2 separate regions of the Zea mays genome follow, and region 2 is linked to region 1. Evidence: chromatin contacts called from public Hi-C data. All regions are on one chromosome and are shown on one strand. The core of a region is the stretch at or near the end of the contact, and the rest is flanking DNA. Distances in the headings are between cores, read along the strand shown.

What was found. Hi-C and Micro-C count contacts between places; a contact is called where the count stands out from the background.
Region 2: a Hi-C map of tassel shows a contact between it and region 1, with 4 times the contacts expected there. The contact joins the promoter of LOC100194343 here to the promoter of LOC103631960 in region 1. A contact is called at or near these places in 2 of 25 Hi-C or Micro-C datasets (ear and tassel).

Annotation. Positions count from the first base shown.
Region 1 is chr7:6,875,792-6,878,491 of Zm-B73-REFERENCE-NAM-5.0, reverse strand. It overlaps LOC103631960 (outer envelope protein 61), which reads left to right and starts at 1,291. Exons shown (of 10, transcript XM_008653814.4): 1 at 1,291-1,524; 2 at 1,788-2,018. The coding sequence starts at 1,444.
Region 2 is chr7:7,298,310-7,301,009 of Zm-B73-REFERENCE-NAM-5.0, reverse strand. LOC100194343 (putative carboxylesterase 15) reads left to right here and starts at 1,391. Exons shown (of 1, transcript NM_001139379.1): 1 at 1,391-2,674. The coding sequence starts at 1,448. The coding sequence ends at 2,503.

The sequences.
Region 1 (2,700 bases), core at 42-2,541:
GAGAAGCATAGAGATTTATACATGTCTAGGCTCTCAAGATGAGATAATACCTAATATCATGTTTGCTGATGGTGTTTGTACTATGATTTACCTTCTTGGGGTACCCCATCGTCCATCCTTTTATAGTCCAAAGAAATACAATGGTTTACATGATATGTATCCATGTCGGTTACAAAATAGGGAATGTAACTGAGTCTGTCCTGAACTTACATGGAGTATAACTCTATCTTTAGATGTGTTTTTTCTTATCTATCTAGATCTAACTATATATGTTAGGACCTAGGTCATATCTCATAATCTAATATGATATTTACCATGTTTATCCTTTCAGAATCCTTATGGTAGTAGGCCCTCCTTATGATTTTGCCGTCTAAGTCTTTGGACTCTCGGTCGAGCCTATAGACCAATCTCCCGTTGTCTTTATCTCATAGAAGCTTGATCTCAGTACCCATGGTACATATTATGGACACACCCTTTCCCTTGGGTATTTTGATCCTTTCAAAGATGTTGTAAGAGTGAACCATCTCTTGATACTATGAAAGCTTGAGATTATGTGAAGTAAAAATGTAATGTACTACTCAATAACAATATTGTCGGTACCCCATAACTGAGGTACTCATTTCTACTGTGTCAAGACAGAGACCCCACAAATCAAATTTTGTGTGTGAACCCGAATCTAACGGGTTGAATATCTGACCTGTGGGTAAAATTGCCCAGATGGCCAAGACGAGTTTCCCAAGGACCAGCGTGTGGTTCCCACATGGCCACACACATGCCCAGTCAAGTAAGAGCTGATTTGGTGACTAGAGAATTAAAGAGGATCCAAGTGAGAGTAAATAGGAAGGGATTACTCCTCCATAAGGGCTTGTTCGGTTATTTTCAATCCATATGGATTGGAGGGGATCGATACGGATTGGATGAGATTTTGACTTACTAGGGATTAAAATCCCCTCAATCCTCCTCAATCCATATGGATTGGGGTAGAACCGAACAAGCCCTAAATCCCTTCCAATTTGATGGTAGCTCTAAGTTCTTGTTCGGTTACATCTAGATCTCGAAGAGAATTGAGAGTGATTAAAATCATCTTTTATTTAATTTTGACTAGTTTAGTTCTCTACAGTCAATTAGGCCATTTTACTGTAGTATTCACTCGCCAAGCCCAAGCCCAAACCCAAGCCCAATCCGGCGGCCTGACCAGGAGAGACGGTCGGACGGACACGGAGTTCGATTCCGTTTTCTTCGCGATGACGCCCTCTTTTTCGCCTATAAAAACAAACAAACAAATAAAGATTTTAAACTCGATCAGCGTTAAATAGGGAGAGAGAGAGAGAGAAAAAGGAAAAAAAAAACGCGGCGCAGAAGCCAGAAGAACCAGCGAGCCAACTCCCAACCTCTCGCCCGATCTCGATCTCGATCTCACGGGCGCCGCCGCCGCCAGCGACGATGGATCCAGAGATGCTGCGGCTGGCGCAGGAGCAGATGCGCCGCATGTCCCCGGACGACATCGCCCGGATGCAGCAGCAGGTACCGTCGCCCGCCCGCCCGTCCGCACGCACACCCGATCCTCGTCTCGCGCGTCCCCGATTCGCCACGGCGGGCGGCACAACTGTTTCTGTTTCGGTGGTCTATAGGTGGATGTAGATCGTGGAAAGTAAACGCATTGTTTGAGGCATCCGGCATCCTTTTCCCCTGCGCTTCTTTACTTAATGTTGTCTGCTATGTCCTGAGGAAGCGTGCATAGATGCAAGAGATTGACAAAGTCCTTGTTGCTACTTGGATACCTGCAGCTGATGTCTAACCCTAACCTAATGAGGATGGCGTCTGAGAGTATGAAGAACATGAAGCCTGAGGACTTAAGGCGAGCTGCAGAGCAACTGAATCAAACAAGACCGGAGGATATGCGTGATATGACCGAGAAAATCGCCAACACTACTCCGGAGGAGTTTGCTGCTATGAAGGCGCAAGCAGATGCTCAAATGTCCTATGCGATGTCTGGTGCTAAGATGTTAAAGAAGCAGGTTAGTGAAAAAATGTGCATCATTTTGTTTCTGTTATTTGTTTGTTATGATTAGCAAGCTTATCTGTTGTGAATTTGTGATGAGTCTCCGTGGCTCATATTATATATATTTGTAGAATATGCTAGTACTTTTATTGCTTTCAGTGCTTTCGTTTTGGCTCACACAGAACAAATTTTCTCTTATCTGTTGTGAATTTGTGATGAGTCTCCGTGGCTCATATTATATATATTTGTAGAATATGCTAGTACTTTTATTGCTTTCAGTGCTTTCGTTTTGGCTCACACAGAACAAATTTTCATTGCTCAGACAGACCTCAAAAAAAAAGACAAAATCACATAGAAAATGCACTATGTTAACTGAATTTGTGAGTGTTATTTGGAGACCTGTCTTTGAAACAATATTATCTTCAGTTTGTGCTATCAAAGTGAAGGTAGGCCTCACATATTAATGTTTGTTTTGGATTTAAATTGTCATGTCATGGGCCAGACATGGTCATGTCTATCGCTAGTCGGAGGGACAAGTCTTGAATATTTGTTGTTCACTTGCTTGAGTGTTGGGGGATGTGTTTTTCCTGGATTTGGACATTAATGATGAAAATAGAACTACATGTTCCTGTATAACTTAAGAAATTAAACCACACAGGTTATGGATTGACATCTTCCTTATATTAATCTTGCTATAC
Region 2 (2,700 bases), core at 142-2,641, 420 kb before region 1:
CTAATATAAAAGTGGGTATGAGATGATTTTTTTTACCCGTGGGTATGATAATATGCGAGAATGCTAGCCGTCGGATAGACGAGTACGGGTATGAGTGGGTACTACCCATACCCGCGAACCCGTGGGTAAAATATACCCGCATGATATCACTATTTACCATGTAATTAAGCCGTCTTAGCTAAAAGAAAATACTTCTCCGGTTATTGTTTGTTTACCTATCAAGTTATGTAATTAAATAGTTTGTTGTATATTAAATTGAACTACTTTTATGTGTTTGTTTGACATTTTTAGTGATTGACACATTAGTGTTTTAGACTTTTCTAGCGGGTACGGATAATACGATGGGTAAAATTATTCATATGGATACGGGTATGAGTAAGATTCTATACCGCGATCATATATAGATAACCTGGTAGGTAGAATTTTTTTACGGGTATAAGTATGAGATAATACTATCCAACGATATAACAAATCACTATTTTATGCAGTGCGGACAGCCTCACGCGGCTCACGCAGGCAGACGCGCCTTCTCCTCCCCTTCCTCTCGCCGATGTGCCTCCCAATGGCGACACGCCAATTGCTACCAATCAGTCCTCATTTCTTTGCAGCTGAATGTAGCTATCACTATCAGGCTAAAGAAAACCTTGCTAATTGCTAATCTGACATGGCGTGCCACACTCTTATATAAGGAAAAGAAAAGGCCACCACACAACACAATTTTACTATTTTTTTGAAACCTGAATAAAGAATATATGCACTGCTGATAAAAACAATTCATTACCAGTTTAGCACGAAAGACTAGCAAACTAAATTAATTATTGTACTATATATGGATTTTGAGATCGTAGTTTCCATGGAAATTTCAAAAGTGTGGCAGATTAAAGTTAACTGTTCGTACTGATGCAACTGTAATTTATAAAGATAAAAATACTTTATAAACAGTAGAATCGGATATAGATCAAAGCCAAGCGAACAGTCTGAATAATGGACAAGTCAAAATGCTGCAACGCTCTTTTTTTTTACCACAGGTTGGCTAGCTTAAGAGATGAAACTAAACAAGTGGAAGAAATAATTTGACTTCACAAAATCTGGAACTGGCTTACCGTGGACGGAGCCAGCAGCGGAGGCAAAGCGCCTCGACGAATGTGTCGGCCGGAGTTGTTTTGGAGAACCAAAACTTTTCCTGTTTATAGCTAAGGAATGAGAAATTTCTGAGGCTAACAAAAGTTAGGAAAGATTTAGGAGACCTGTTGGAGGCTTATTTTTTCTAATTTCCTATCTTTCTTTTTAATTTTTAGTTTGGGGATATTTTAAGAGAGTTTTTGGAGATGCTCTTAGCATATAAGAGGGTTTAGCTAGGCAGCTGGAGATCATCAGTTCAGTAAGTTCAGCCTTCTTGACTTGTACAGTTGTACTGAGGTAGGTCTCGTCTGAGTTGGCAACGACCATGCCTGCCGTCTCGGCCGCCGCCTGCTGCGCCGCCACAACGCCGGCAAACGAGGTGGCGGAGGACCTCCTCGGCTTCCTCCGCGTTCTCAGAGACGGCACCGTGCTCCGGTCGCCGGCGGACCCAGTGTTCTGCCCGGCCACCTTCCCCGGCAGCCACCCGTCCGTGCAGTGGAAGGAGGCCGTCTACGACAAGCCCAAGAACCTCCGCGTCCGCGTGTACAGGCCGACGACGCCGCCGGGGACGAAGAAGAAGCTCCCAGTGCTCGTCCACTTCCACGGCGGCGGCTTCTGCCTGGGGTCGTGCACGTGGGCCAACGTCCACGAGTTCTGCCTCCGCCTGGCCGCGGAGGCCGGCGCCGTCGTGCTCTCCGCGGGATACCGCCTGGCCCCCGAGCACCGCCTCCCCGCGGCCTTCGACGACGGGGCCGGGTTCATGCGCTGGCTCCGGGACCAGTCAGCGATCGGCGGCGCCGGCGCCTCCGACGCCTGGCTCGCGGAGGCCGCCGATTTCGGCCGCGTGCTCGTCACCGGCGACTCGGCGGGCGCCACGATCGCGCACCACCTCGCCGTGCGCGCCGGCTCGGCCGCGGCGGAGCCAGAGCCGGAGCCGGAGCCGGGCCTCCTCACGGTCCGCGGCTACGTTCTGCTCATGCCGTTCTTCGGCGGCGTCCGGCGCACGGCCTCGGAGGCCGAGTGCGCGGAGGAGGCGTTCCCGAACCTTGACCTGGTGGACCGGTTCTGGAGGCTGTCGCTGCCGGCCGGCGCCACCAGGGACCACCCGGCGTCCAACCCGTTCGGGCCGGACAGCCCTGACCTGGGCCCGGTGGACTTCCGGCCCGTGCTCGTGGTGGCCGGCGGCCTCGACCTGATACGCGACCGCACCGTCGACTACGCCGAGCGGCTGGCGGCGATGGGCAAGCCCGTGGAGCTCGCCGAGTTCGCCGGCATGCCCCACGGGTTCTACCTGCACCAGCCGGGGTCCCAGGCCACCGGCGAGCTCATCCAGACCGTCGCCCGGTTCGTCCACGTCGTTGCGCCAGAGGCTGCGGCTTAATTTACTCGGCATATGCATGCATCCGTGCATGTATCCCGTTTCTTGTCGTCGTGTTGTGGTTCACTCGTATACCTCATCTTTTTTCTCTTATGAAATTCTTGTAGAGTAAAACCCTTCTCTCTCTGATGTCTCGGTTGAATGATCCAAATAATGGACCACTGGTTTGGGATTTTTAATTCCATTCTGCTAGTTCAGAC